5 separate regions of the Mus musculus genome follow, and regions 1, 2, 3 and 5 are each linked to region 4. Evidence: chromatin contacts called from public HiCAR-type and promoter capture Hi-C data. All regions are on one chromosome and are shown on one strand. Each heading gives the region's core, a stretch centred on a gene start, on an enhancer-like site or on the middle of the called end of the contact. The rest is flanking DNA. Distances are from core to core; before and after follow the strand shown.

Region 1 (2,700 bases), core at 45-2,544, 2.8 Mb before region 4:
CCTGTGTGTGAGTGCGTGATTCTGTTCAAGAGAGAGTTTCTATTTGCTCTTTGATAAACATTGCTTAATTAGATTGACTCAGTTACCATGTGTGACTATTAGAAATGTTTCCCACGTCAATTCCAGTAGTGAAAATTGCCTAATCTTAACTCGAACTCAGCAGGCTTCTAAAGTGATTTGTTGGTTTGAACCCTTATGGCGTCATTCTTCTTAAGGCATGGTCTAAGATATAAAAAATAAAAGAGTAGAAAATAAAGGTATACTCATCACTTTTTAATGCAAGGCATAGTAACTCGGGTTTCTTTTTCTTTTCTTCCTTTCTTTCTTTTTTTTTTTTCAAATTTGGTAAACTTTCCTCGGAAAAGGAGCAAATGTTTCCAGATGTGCGGACCCACACACAAAGGACAAGAGCGAGGCTCCCCTTGCTCTTCGCAGCTGGGCAAGTGACCAAAGTCAGAGGACCTTGTTCTTCTGACACGACCGAGACTCAAGACTGCCTAGGCTCCCGTTTCCGTCACCCCGCTCCCCTCCCAGGTTTACCTGTGGAAGCTGATGTTAATGTGCTTGTTGTAGGTAGCAGCACAGCCCGCCGCGGCGCAATTGGTCGGCATTTCCCCGGGCCCCTCATTCGGCGCCACCTTACGCCACTTCGGAGGCGCTGCCCGCTAAGCAAGCTTCTGTCAAACGCTAGACAAACGAGGCAGGCGACCCCGCGCCGCCAGCTCGGTGCAGAGCGCGGGGAGGGCAGAGGGGCGTGCACAGTACCGGGGTGGGAGGGAGGGCCCACTCTCCTGTCTCTTTATTAATATGGCGGGCTTAGGCCTGCAGAGCCAACGTGCCGGAGCTCCGGGCGCAGACAGTCGCCTTCACCAACATGGCGGCCACACCCGCTCCCCGCCCTCCCCTACCTCCCGGGGTCCCAAAGAGACTAGGTCCAGCGTCTCAGACGGGGGCCCCCTAGCAATGAATGAGAAGATGGCAGATGTCTTCCCCACCGACTAATGACTCTGAAACTCAGGTCTGCGGCTGAAAGAGCATGTCCGCAACCCAGACACTAACCCCTTCCTTCCCCGCCTGCCACCTCGGACGGGATGCTAGGGGACAGTTAAGACTGCAGGGACACAAGGGCGAAGCCTGGAGCAAGAGGAGACTACAAATCCCAGCCAGCACCGCGGCGGACATGGGGGTGGGCGCTTCCTGTCTCGCAAGACTCGGAGGGTCGCCTTCCGGCGTGCCGCAGGAAATGACGCTCGGGACCCGGCCTCCTTCTACAGAGGCTTTCTCGCGAGGCGGAAGAGCAGCAAGGGGGCGCTAGGAGAGGGAACTGGCGAGCGACGGTCCGACGAGCGAGAGAGAGCGATCTGGGGTGCGGGGAAGTTGGGGAGCAGAACCTGCCGGGCGTCCGAGCACGGGAAAGGCCGCGCCCGCCGGGTCCGTTAGGACAGAGGGCGGAGGAGGAAGGGGAAGGCAGGCGGCGGTCGGGCGGTCCCCGGCCGGAGGGCTTCAGGTCGTGTGGCCAGCGCTGCACTCCGGATGGCGGCCGCCGCCGATCCTTCGACCCCGGCCTCTAGCGGCCTCTCGCCGAAGGAAGAAGGGGAGCTCGAAGACGGGGAGATCAGCGACGACGACAACAGCCGGAGCCGGAGCAGCAGCAGCAGCAGCAGCGGCGGCGGGCTGTTACCGTACCCGCGGCGGCGGCCTCCTCCCCCGGCCCGGGGCGGTGGATCCGGGGGAGGCGGCGGCGGCTCCTCGTCCTCCTCGTCGTCCTCCCAGCAGCAGCTGAGGAATTTCTCACGCTCACGGCACCCGGCCGAGCGGGGCCAGCTCAGGGGACCCAGCAGCTACCGACCCAAAGAACCGTTCCGGACTCACCCGCCCCCAGGGCGGATGCCGTCGGGGTCCCTGTCGGAAAGCAGCCCCCGGCCGTCCTTCTGGGAGCGGAGCCACATCGCCCTGGACCGTTTCCGCTTTCGAGGCAGCAGGCCTTACCGGGGTGGGAGTCGCTGGAGTCGGGGGCGAGGAGTGGGGGAGCGAGGAGGCAAGCCGGGGTGCAGACCTCCTGGAGGAGGAGGATCAGGAGGAGCGGGATCCGGATTCGGCAGCAGCCAGAGCTGGCGAGAACCCTCTCCACCCCGCAAGAGCTGTATCCTTAACGTGGCGGTCCGCCCTGGGTGTGTCGCCGGAGCTCCCTTTGGCGTCATGGCTAGGTCCCGGAGTTTTTTAACTTTTCAGAACCACTCATTTCTCTCCCCCGTTCGTCGGCGGTTGTCACGGGCCGCACTCCACCGCTATTTTCGTAGGCTGTTTGACTGAATGGGTGCCTTTTGCTTTTGGATAGGACTGTGTCATGGATTCGGGTCAGCTAGGGAAATGAAATACAGTCTGGGTTTTTAAACAGGACACCAACAGCCCAAGTTTTGTTTGTCTATTTGTTTGTTTGTTTCTTTTTTGCAAGCCCTGGGATTTCGTATTTAACAGGAAATCGACTTAGATTATTAAGGAAAAGAAGTACTCAAACATCTGGAGGAATACTGTTACTTTTATTACGTCCTGACTTTAGAGTTCGTAAAGTTTTCCTCTGTAATTCTTACTGTTCTTGTGATTTTTTTTTTCTTAAATTTGTAGTTATTCATCCCCGTTGCTGCCCTTTGTTTTCTGTGTTTGTGTGTGTGTGTGCACGCGCGTGTGCAGATCCTTTAT
Region 2 (2,700 bases), core at 34-2,533, 2.8 Mb after region 4:
AAAGTACCTTTAAAACCTATTTTGTCTTTTATGCTGCACAGGGTGTAGTCGACTGTCAACTCAAGTGTGCGTTGTGTCCTGGCTAGCCGAACCTCATTTTGACAGTTCAGGCTATCCTAGCCATAGGCAACACAGCGACCACCTAACACCTCCCACATAATCCAGGTTTCTGGTGATTATAACGTTTTGCCTTGCCAGACAAAATGAATCAAGCTTTGATTTGTTTACTCTGTCCAAATTCAAGAGCCCCTGCAACTTAATATTTTCCTTTAAAACCTCCCCTTTGGACTTCAAATAATTAGTTTTTTGACACGCAATGGAAATAGGAAGAAAGAAAGAAAGAAAGAAAGAAAGAAAGAAAGAAAGAAAGAAAGAAAGAAAGAAAGAAAGAAAGAAAGAAAGAGAGAGAGAAAGAAGAAAGAAAGCTCTCTAATACTTTACATATGATTCAAAGAAAATTCTTTTAAATCCTTATTGCCCCCACTTATCGCATAACCTACAAAGGCAGGAACAGTACTTTTTATTCAGATAGTCTGACTTGAAATAGCCCAGTGGAAAAGTTTAAGAAATAAAAAGGGAGGCGGGGGGGGGGGGCTCTGATGCTTGTTTTCACTTGAAAAGAAGACAGAACTGGTACCTGCCCCCTGGAGTTTTGCTGGTACCTGTTTGGGCCTATGAGCCGCCAGCCCGGTCCGGGGTGCGCCCCTGTCCCCAGGGGCCTGGCGACGCCTTCCTGGTTCCCACGCCCTGGCCCGTTATCCCCCGGCCGCAGCTGCGGAGAGGCCCGAAAGAGAGAGAGACGCGCCCTCGGAGCTGCAGCCCGCGCCCCCGACCACCTCACTGAGCCTCCCCGAGGACCCGCGCGAGGACGGCGGCTCAGGTTCCCGTTGGGGACGGGTAAGGTGTCAGCGCGGCGGCCGGCGGGGCGCGGGCTCTCCCGCCTGACCTCGTTCTGCGCTGTCCCCTCGTTGGCGAGGAGCGTCTCCGGGGTCCACGCCGAGACTCTACGGCAGGGGGATGACTCTCAAGACTGAGGGGGCGGCGCGGGCGCTCCCGGGACGGGGGTGGGGGTGGGGGGAAACACTCCGGGTCCCAGGCTGACTCGGAGGGATCGGAGGGCCGGATGGGGCGAGGCGGGGACTCACCGCGCGTCGTGGTGGCCGCGGCCGCGGCTAGGCAGAGACCCAGGCAGAGCGCGATTGGGCACGGGAGGGTCCGCCGCGCACTCTTGGGGAAGACGAGCCTCCGCTGTCCGATCCCTCCTCCCTCCCGGCTCCGGGCGACAGACGGGGCGGCGGGAGGCATGACGGGAAATTCCTGGGCACGGGCGGCCGAGTCCAAATATGAGCATAGCAGACAAGCGAGGGAGGACGGCGGAGCGCGCTGGCCGCGGACGGGGCCCGCTGCCCGGGACGCGGCCGCCGCCAACTCCCGCCTCCGGCGCCGCCTCCACCGCCCCGGGCCAGCCCTGCGGGAACAGGGCTTCCGCGCGTGGGCAACCCGTAGCAGAGCCCCCTGGCAGCATCCACCTGAGACCTTTACTGTAGGGTCAGGGCGCCTGAGAGCTAAGGACCAAAAGTCCTGGCCTGTACCAAAGAGGCTGTGAAGTGCCAGTTAAGGTGTGACATGGTCGCTCTTGTGCCTACTGAATACCCATAATACAGAGGACCACCGACTGCGTCCCAGGGGTCGCACCTGGAGGGGACCTCACCACACCCACTATGTCCAGGTGAGAATGTCCTTATAATCCCCCACTATGTGTGAGTGAGTGTGTGTGAGTGAGTGTGTGTGTGTGTGTGTGTGTGTGTGTGTGTGTGTGTGTGTTGTAGTAAGATTCAGCAAAAGGGCAGTCCCTGAAATTTTACTTGAACACCATATATGGAGTCAAAGCAGGCCGGAAAAGTTTTCGCTCCAGCTAGAGCTGTTTTACAGGACATTCCTCCTCACCTTGACTCAATATTCACTGATACAATCTCTCCCCCAAACCCCAACTCACTCTCTCTCTCTCTCTCTCTCTCTCTCTCTCTCTCTCTCTCACACACACACACACACACACACACACACTTACTTTTGCACACTGTCCAAAGAGGAACTTTGATAATGTATTTTAAGGGCGCTACCTCTGATGACCAAAATGTCAGTCCCAGATGTTTGATTACAGGCCAAGCGCGTGCGAACCTGACTTTTTTTTTTTTTTTTTTTTTTTTTTTTGGCACTAAACTCCACAATTAATCAGATCCAAATGACCCTCTCTCAAGACAATGAATGTAATTATGCCTTAATTACTATAATATATATCCACACACACCCAAACAAATGTTTGACAGGATCTGGAGATGTGGGATGTTATACAATTACTTCTCAGCATATTAAGATGCTGCAAAAGTGATTAATTGATGTCAAACACGGACGGGGGAAATGTCAAGCAGATTTAGAGGGTGGATTATTCTAACATGAACTAGAGGGGGGTAATTTGTCCATCACGCCGCGCTTGAAGATGCTTTATTTGAAAGTTAGTAAACCTCATTTCTAAACAAACTCGATTCTGGCAACACAGGAAGGCCCCCAAGCCAAAACATAGTGTATTTGCAATCGGCCGCTTCTAAAACATCCCGTGAATTACACCCAACAGATGGGCAGATTTCGCTTCACGAATTAGCAGTGTTGGTGGAGCTACAGGCAGATGGCCTAAGGAAACTC
Region 3 (2,849 bases), core at 34-2,533, 2.8 Mb before region 4:
AAACTCAAGATCACTAGCTTTTTTAGCCTCTGGACAGTCTGATCAAGACATGTTAATAGATAAATTCCTTCGAACACATGCAAACTGATTTTTTTTTTTAAGGAGACCAGGGAGATCGCAGATCCTTCAATGGCCTGGTTTCACTTTCAATTACATTGTAACACTTCCACACTTCCAATGGAACTGTAGAAGAAAGCCAGCGTTTTATGGCCTGACAGTAAAGAAAACGTGTAGCAGCAGTGCCTAGATTTTTTTTTTTTAGTTTGAAGACCGATTGCTGGCCACTACGCAACACGATGTTTCAACGCGGATAAGATCAAACCCCAAAGAATAAGGAAGCCACACGTCCGGACACAAGAAGGCTGCAAAGAAACGGGGTAACCGACAAGCAGCAAACAGTCGTTTAAAACAAAAACAAAAAAACCCTCCAACGACGGGTGTTTTACCACTCCATTTACTTTGAAAGCAGGACAAAATGGAACTTGCATAAACACTTAGTCATCAGTACGCTCTGGAAGTTACAAACCACCTCGTTCGCAAATTCTAATCCGTATCCGAGTTCCTACTTGGCGAAGAAAGAAGAAGGGCTGATGGTCTCGGAGACCACAGAGTGAAAACACCTGGTGTCCCCAGCCGAAGCCCATCAGAGGGGAAAACCAGCACGCAGACCGGGGGACTCCCCGACCTGCGCAGCCTCCACCGGCAACTGGGGACTTTTCCGGGTCCTCTCCCTCCCCACTGTGGGTCTTGACATCTACCGTGTGCTGAGGCCCGCGGGTCCCCAAAGCGATTGCAAAAGGCAATGGGAAGGCAGGGAAGGGGGTTTGACAGGCCAGAGGCAGAGGAGCGGGCGCGGGTCCCCAGCCCGGCTCCCCGGGGTCTGCACCTGCAGGGTGGTGATGTGCTTGTCGTTGAACTTGTTCTCGCAGTAGCGCAGCACCAGCGACGTCTTCCCCACGCAGCCTTCCCCGAGCAGCACCACCTTGAAGGAGTAGGCTCGGCCCGCCGCCGCCGCCGCCCCGCCGCCGGCCGCAGCCATCCCGCCGCCGCTACCCCGCCGCCCGAGCCCAGCGCCGCGCCGAACCCCGCACCGCCGCCGCCGGGGCGCCCGCTCCTCCCGGGCCCGGCTCTTTCACGCCCCGCCGAGCCCGGTGCTCGCCGCGTCCTTCCGCGGGCGAGGCCTGCGAGGGCCGAGAGAAAGTCCCAGAATGAAGGGCCCCGGCCACCACGTCAGGGACCCGAGGCTAGGGGAGAGCTGCCTCTCCTCCCTCTAATGGCGTCTCCTTCCTCCTACGTCACACCCCTCGTCACGTGACCGCGGTGGGCGGAGTCGGCGGCGGGCGAGCCTGGGCCTGTTTCCGCGTCCGCACGAACCGGCTCAGCATCCCGGGAATCCTGCGGTGGGAAGGAGCTGATCTTTGCGATCTGACCCCACTCTGATGGAATAGAATACAGGACATGATCGCCCGGCCCGAGGAATGGTCCCAAAGCGGATAGCCATCACACCAGGGGTCATCACACGCAAAGTCCGGCCAAGGTGCCCTTGAGTCTCTTTCTCTGGGCGCACAAATCCGGGCTCATGAACTTTACAGTTCGTCCACACGGCCAGGTCCTCGAGTCATCGTCCAGGTCTCAGCTTAAACCGGAAAGGCTTCCCTGACCACCCAGACCTTCCCACATCCTTCCATCCCTCTTACTCACTTCCTCACCGAGATATTTCCTAACAATGGTGCGCCTTCTTTATCGCTGCTTGCCACACTCGGTGGAATTCCGATTCGGTTGTAGGTTTAAGAGCAAGGATTGCAGAAGACTTAACTTCTCTCCGTTTCCAGCCCTAAAAGCCCAGGCTAAGAATAAATGCGGTCCCATCATCAGTCATCACTCCTGGTTCCCCAGGATTTCTGTCTATGCTGAGTCCACTTTGATGGGTCTGGTTTATTGGACGATTGCTTATTTTTTCTTCCTGTGTTTCCATTTTATTTCATGAAATACACTTTCCAAGAAAGCAACCTGGTATTTCTGAAATTTTGTAGTTTGGTGTCACTTAAAATAAACTTTCATCTCATCAGACTAATTTTACACTTCAACTTAAAGGCAGCTCATTCGTTCATTCAACGAGGGCGTGAATGTAGCCAATGCTTGCCATTCTCTGTGTCGCATTAGATACAATGTCTCTGTCCTCAGAGAGCTTACATTTTTAACCAAGGAAACAACGCATGCGCAATTTACACACTGCATGCTTTTTAAGGAGAAGCAATTCAGAATGTTTTACAAAGATACATGGGAAGCTAGCTGAGTTAGCGTCCTAGAAGAGCTTCCTGGAGAAAGCTGCCTTTTGTTAGGAGTATCTTCGGCAAAAAGGAGAGCCGTGAAGTAGAAAGGAGCATCCGACATTGACGTGTGACAAGAAGTCAGACAAGAAATCAGAGACATTACCTTTAAGTTCAAGGCCAGCCTCTTTTGAATTGTGAGCTCTAAGCTAATTGGAGCTACATAGCAAGACACCATTTCAGTAATAATAATAATGATAATATTTACAATAATAATGCAAATAGGAAAAGAATTTGTGATGTAACTTGCAAGGTATCAATTCAAAAACAGTCTTTAACCTGGTACAGAATGTTATCGGGTCCTTTTACAAAATTATAATTAGAAAATTGGACAAGGCTAAAATTACGTATGTCTCTCTAGAATCAATCATTTATAAGATTATCTTGTCAATTATTTTTATAAATGAGATTATATTATCTACTCCTTATGCTGCGTAGTCTTACATCAATTTGACATACAAACTAGAGTTATCTGAAAGGAGGGAACGAACCTCAAATGAGAAAATGCCACCATAAGAT
Region 4 (2,700 bases), core at 7-2,506:
AAAGGTCTCCTGGATGCATGGCAGCACAGGGTCTTATTTAATATTCTCTCTGTTTTAGATATCAGGTGGCTTCTTCAAATGAATTTTTAAATTATCTCCATGATAATGAAGAAGATCGGAGACATCAATTAGGAGCCAAGAAGAGGAGTCTGCAGGAAGCACTTGAAGGGACTGGGAAGGGTTGATGGGAACATCCCAACACAGGACAAAGGTAAATTCATTATTCCTAGAAGAACCCCGGCAACCTTCTCTCCAGACATATGTCTGCCTTGATCATCTTATCTTCCTCTTCTTGCAGTTGTAATTTTCAAGGCCAAGTCTGAAAATTACCCCTGAGCCTCTTCTAATCATCTCTACCCTCAGGGACCACTCTGCTTCAAACTTCCCATTCATGCCTCTCACTTGGAAAGCGAGCCCAGGACATAGTATATTATGATCGACTAAATAATGTATTTAGCATGTCTGGGTAATTTTTTTTCTGGACTTTCAGAATTAGCAGTGTTTCACGATGGGCAATAACCTATAAAAGTCAAATGGAATTTTATTTTTATTTATTCTTTCAAGACCGAGTTTTTCTGTGTAGCCCGATACTGGAACTCACTCTGTAGACCAGGCAGAGATCTCCCTGGCTCTGCCTGCCCAATGTTGGGACTGGTGGTGCATGCCTTTAATCCCAGCACTATGGAGACAGAGCCAGGTAGATATCTTTGAGTTCCAGGCCAGCCTGGTGTACAGAGGGAATTTTATTTTTAAAAAGGATGAGTTGGCTTTGCGGTCTTAATAAACTTTACTTGAATCATCCTAGGTCGTATGTATTTTTGGACCTATCCTTTTTGACCCAAGGCTCGTGTAACGCTTCTCTCCTTAGCAACTTCTTTTCAGCCGGGTACTCTAGGGGCAATTTCCTTTATGGACAAAGAGACTGTGGGTTCTGTCGTGCATTCTGGAATGCCAGGCACACTTTCACGTTCTGTGATGTCAGGGAGCTGGAACCAGTGAGGTAGGCTCTTGCCGAGCCCGGCCACACTACACAGACAGGCTGCGGTGCGCGCACTGCGGGGACTCTGCCTGCAGCCTCCTGAACAAAGCTCCCGCGGGCTCCGCCCACCGCAGCTCCGGTATCCTCATTGGCCAGCTCTTCGCCCGCCATTAGGGAGCGGGGCCGTGCCCTTACGAGTGCTGGTTGGTCTAATCGTAATGACGGTGAGGGCTGCCATTGGTCTTTAGGCCTCAAAATGGGCGGAGCAAGGCCGAGAGGCGGGGCGGGAGGGCGGCGCGGAGTGCGCCGGCGCGTCGTCGGGGACGCCGGGTCCAGGATCTTGCTAGGGAACCAGTGTTGTCGCGTCGTCCCGCCCCCTCGGGGCTTTTGCTCCCGTTAACTGTCGGCGGGGCAGGCTCCGCAGCGCAGGGCGACATGCCGGTGCGCTTCAAGGTGAGGCCGGGGGCTGGGCGGCGGGTGGCGGGGACGCCGCGGGGTGGGTGCGTGACGCGCCTGTGCCGTACCGAGCCTCCTGGCCGGAGCCTGTGCGGGGCGGAGGATGCTCCGGCCGGTGGCCCAGCGCGGAGGGGCGGGTGGGGAGAGTTCGATGGGGGCCTGACGGCGTCAGTCTGGGGTCGCCAGGAGCGGAGGCGGAAGGAGGGCCCTTGACAGTGGGACGAAAGGCTGCTGTCGGTGTAGGACACCTGTGGTTCCTCTTGCCGATAGCATTCAGCTCCTTTCCTGCAAAACTTTAAAGCGCGCGGGTCTTTTAAACGCTTGGGAAGCGGGCCCCAGTAAAAGGAGAGCGTGGGTAGGTGTGCAGCCTGCTAGTTGCACGTTTGCTTTAGGTTTTGCTCACAGTTCCAGATAGCTGTCTGTGTCTAACGCCTTTCCACGCAACAGGTGGCCACAGTGTTTCTGTAATCCCGGACTCTTTAATTCTAAAGTGCTTGCCAGACAGAGTGGGAGGGGAACACGTCTTTCTCTAATTGCCTTTTATTAAAAGCCATAACATTATGCACTCGATGAATTTAGGATAAACCTCTAGTGAGGACTTAGGTTTGTTACCACACTTTGGAATCAGAGAACCAGTTATAGCGCAGCCTCATTGAGGGACTCCGGCTTGTCTGGCTCGGGTGGTTGTGAGGATTAAGGGGCTACTTAGCCCAGGGCTGGGTAAATATTAGCTATTATTAAGGAGCTTGACTGGGGTTTAATTCTCATTCTTGGGCCTTTCAAGAACACTCTTCAGAGGTTGAGGTTTTTTTGTTTTTGTTTTTCTTTCTGATGCTAAAACACCTCTTCACTACACTGTGCTCAAATTGCACTTTTCATTATAGGGGCTGAGTGAATACCAGAGAAACTTCCTGTGGAAAAAGTCCTATTTGTCAGAGTCTTATAATCCCTCAGTGGGACAAAAGTACTCATGGGCAGGACTTAGATCGGATCAGTTGGGTAAGTTGAGCAAACCAATAGCTATCATAACTTGAATAAACCTTGGGTTCTGTTTACAAAACAATTAAAATCTACCTGTGTTGGCCTCATGTATAATTGGCAAATATTTATTGATGCTATACTGCGATCCCAGAGTCCCTTATGTACAAACAAACAAAAACAAACAAACAAACAAAAAACACAAAGAAACTCATCAAATCGAGTTGTATATAAAATAGCATGATATCAAAAAAAGTTGAATAGTAAAACTGAAGGGGAAACGCCTG
Region 5 (2,716 bases), core at 152-2,651, 2.1 Mb after region 4:
CTTCGGAAGGTCCTGACTTCAATTCCCAGCAACCACATGGTGGCTCACAACCATCCGTAACGAGATCTGGTGCCCTCTTCTGGAGTGTCTGAAGGCAGCTACAGTGTACTTACATATAATAAATAAATCTTAAAAAGAAAGAAAGAAAGAGAGAGAGAGAGAGAGAGAGAGAGAGAGAGAGAGAGAGAGAGAGAGAAAGGAAGAAAGAAAGAAAGAAAAGTGGAAATCACATCCACCGCAAACAGCATTTCCCTTATAGATTATTGGAGACTTATTGGAAACAGCGAAGTGGGTTATGCATGCCATCTGAGTTCTGTCCCAGGATCCCGTGGTGGAAGGAGAGAACTGGTTCCTGGAATTTGTCTTCTAGATGCGGGAGGAGTGTGGGATACACACACAAAAAACACCAAAGAATAGATATCTTAAAGTTCTAAAAGAAAGGAAGGAAGGAAGGAAGGAAGGAAGGAAGGAAGGAAGAAGGAAAGGAGAAAAGAAAGAAAGAAAGAAAGAAAGAAAGAAAGAAAGAAAGAAAGAAAGAAAGAAAGAAAGAAAGAAAGGAAGGAAGGAAGGAAGGAAGGAAGGAAGGAAGAAAGAAAGAAAGAAAGAAAGAAAGAAAGAAAGGAAAGAAAAGAAAGTAAGTTTGCTTTTTGTTTTTGAGATGGCGTCTCATGTTTCCCAAGCCAGCTAGGAACTCTCTACAAGGAGAGGATGCTCTTGAGCATCTGTCCTGCCTACTTCTACCTCTCAATGACTGGCACTACCACTGTCTGTTTTATTCCAAGCTAGGGAATCGAACATGCAGCTTCATACATCTATAGGTAAGCACTCTAGCAACTGAGCGGCATCTCAAAAAAGAAGTTATAATATTAAAAAAATCTGATGTAGGGGTTGTAGAGCCAGTAGCCATGCCCTGCATACGGTAATATTTGCATACTGCTGCGCACACTGCAAACCGAGTGAAGCGAGAATCTCTTCCCAGCACGGGATGCTTTCTTGACATCTGACATACCCAATCCCCTAACTTGATACAGCAGTACCCCACTGTCAGAGAGGGAAGGAGAGTGAGTGGCAGGTCCCCGGGTTTGCTGAGTCCCTCGCGGGGGAGGACCGGCAGGTCTGAGTCGCACTCACCCAGGCCCCGCCAGCCGAGCGGGCCATCGCAGCTGTCCAGGATCCCGCAAAGCTCTCCCAGCAGTGCGGGCGGCAGGTCGAAGAGCAGCAACTGTGGCGACAGCGCGCCACGGGCCCCGCACCGGCCGGCCATCGCGGAGTCCCGGGACCCCACGCAGAGAAGCAGGGAGGTCGCCGCTGTCACCGCCTTTCACAACCGCGGAAATTCAGCTCCACGACGGCTGCCCGGAGCTTGCAACACGCCGTCGCAGGGCGGGCCCCACGTGACGTAGGGAGCCGCTCCCCAGGGATGCGCCCTGCGAGACCTGGGCTGCCCTTGCTCCTAGCCGCTGTCCCGCGACCCTGCGCGCCGCACCCCAGGTCATCTTTGTTATGAACCGTTCTGTCCGTCCCCGTCTTGGGACATGACCCAGGAGACCAGCCAAGAAAATGAGGGCGGGGAACAGCGGCTGGAATCCGGGAAAGCCGCCACCCCTCTGCTGCTCTGGGACGGGCGGCCTCCTGGCCACGATGGATCTAAGAGGTTTGTGTTACATCTTTTAAAGTTTCTCTTTGTCCCGTCAGGAAAGAAATGCGTGCTCACCGAGAAACACGTTTTTGCCAAATAACTTTAAACGGAAGGAAACGTGTACACGCCGGGCGAAATGGACATAAAAAGAAAACCACAACAAACAGGCCAAACCTGGGCAAACAAACTGCTCATCCTTGCTGCAGAAGGCAACCCCTGCCGTCGTGCCGCTTGGTTTTACTACAGTCTCCCTTTCTTTCCTCGCAGTGCTTCAACGAGTTTGCAAAATGAAGTTTAGGAAACATTGGCTGGTGTGTTGAAATATTCTACCGTTTATGCTGTAATGACCACCGCAGGAACGGTACGGATACTACTGACAAAGGAGGTGGGAAAATGAAGTGGGAGATTTTATGATAACCAGGCACTGAAAAACAAACTCCTGTTTCAATCCCCTGAGCTTGTCTTTGGAATGGCGCCCCCTGGCGGTCAGCAGCAATGGTGCCTGGGCATTCAGTACCCACAGTGGCAAAGTTAGAACTGTTTGAGCAAAACTTCTTAAGTCTCCTCATTCTAAGGACTACGGTTTTATCAGGCTACACCCCAAAAAGGGTCTCTATGCCACCATGCTGAGCATCAGAGGGAGAGAAGATTGATACAGGGTTCTTTTTGACTTTCTAGACCAGACAAAAGCAACCTGAGACGTGTGCCTGCACAGGAAATCGCCATGTGTGGTTGTGTTAGCTTTCTGACAAAATGCCCCCACCGAGCAGCTTCAAAAGAAGAAGTTGTTTGGTACACAACCTCGGAACTTCAGTCCATGGTTGCTTGACCCCAATGTCTTTTGAGGTCTCTGAGAAGCCAAAGTGTCATAGCGTAAGTGATCCATGGCGGCAGGAAATGAGAGAGAGGGAGGGAGGAAGGGGGACAGGGCCAGGGTACCAAATTCCCTTCAAGGGATCTGATTTATTTGCACTAAGACCTATCTGGTTCCGGTTCAGTCGCCTATCAGCACTGTAGGCTGGCAAGCAAGCTTTTAGTATATGGGCAGTCAGAGGATGTTTAATATCCTCACTATAA

What was found. Promoter capture Hi-C pulls out the DNA fragments that hold promoters and counts their contacts. HiCAR-type assays count read pairs that join an accessible place to other places.
Region 1: a HiCAR-type map of astrocytes shows a contact between it and region 4, with 2.3 times the contacts expected there. The contact joins the promoter of Zfc3h1 here to the promoter of Mdm1 in region 4. A contact is called at or near these places in 1 of 39 promoter capture datasets (pre-B cells) and 1 of 115 datasets of contacts at active chromatin or transcription factors (astrocytes).
Region 2: a promoter capture Hi-C map of liver shows a contact between it and region 4, with 5 times the contacts expected there. The contact joins the promoter of Msrb3 here to the promoter of Mdm1 in region 4. A contact is called at or near these places in 2 of 39 promoter capture datasets (frontonasal cranial neural crest and liver) and 1 of 484 Hi-C or Micro-C datasets (B cells).
Region 3: a promoter capture Hi-C map of pre-B cells shows a contact between it and region 4, with 2.2 times the contacts expected there. The contact joins the promoter of Rab21 here to the promoter of Mdm1 in region 4. A contact is called at or near these places in 3 of 39 promoter capture datasets (erythroid cells, liver and pre-B cells).
Region 5: a promoter capture Hi-C map of liver shows a contact between it and region 4, with 6 times the contacts expected there. The contact joins the promoter of Irak3 here to the promoter of Mdm1 in region 4. A contact is called at or near these places in 6 of 39 promoter capture datasets (the C10 cell line, embryonic stem cells, hippocampal neurons and 2 more) and 3 of 115 datasets of contacts at active chromatin or transcription factors (acute myeloid leukemia, astrocytes and stem cell-derived neural progenitor cells).

Annotation. Positions count from the first base shown.
Region 1 is chr10:115,383,665-115,386,364 of GRCm38.p6, forward strand. It overlaps Zfc3h1 (zinc finger, C3H1-type containing), which reads left to right and starts at 1,295. Exons shown (of 35, transcript NM_001033261.2): 1 at 1,295-2,143. The coding sequence starts at 1,534. Thap2 (THAP domain containing, apoptosis associated protein 2) reads right to left here and starts at 771. Exons shown (of 3, transcript NM_025780.4): 1 at 541-771. The coding sequence starts at 611.
Region 2 is chr10:120,897,688-120,900,387 of GRCm38.p6, forward strand. It overlaps Msrb3 (methionine sulfoxide reductase B3), which reads right to left and starts at 1,284. Exons shown (of 7, transcript NM_177092.4): 1 at 1,146-1,284. Gm4473 (a long non-coding RNA gene) reads left to right here and starts at 1,360. Exons shown (of 2, transcript XR_001779656.2): 1 at 1,360-1,729.
Region 3 is chr10:115,314,308-115,317,156 of GRCm38.p6, forward strand. It overlaps Rab21 (RAB21, member RAS oncogene family), which reads right to left and starts at 1,284. Exons shown (of 7, transcript NM_024454.1): 1 at 887-1,284. The coding sequence starts at 1,039.
Region 4 is chr10:118,140,531-118,143,230 of GRCm38.p6, forward strand. Mdm1 (transformed mouse 3T3 cell double minute 1) reads left to right here and starts at 1,257. Exons shown (of 14, transcript NM_148922.3): 1 at 1,257-1,432; 2 at 2,320-2,434. The coding sequence starts at 1,415.
Region 5 is chr10:120,200,196-120,202,911 of GRCm38.p6, forward strand. It overlaps Irak3 (interleukin-1 receptor-associated kinase 3), which reads right to left and starts at 1,402. Exons shown (of 12, transcript NM_028679.4): 1 at 1,132-1,402. The coding sequence starts at 1,264. It overlaps Gm38500 (predicted gene, 38500), which reads left to right and starts at 1,395. Exons shown (of 3, transcript NR_166661.1): 1 at 1,395-1,654; 2 at 1,907-2,000.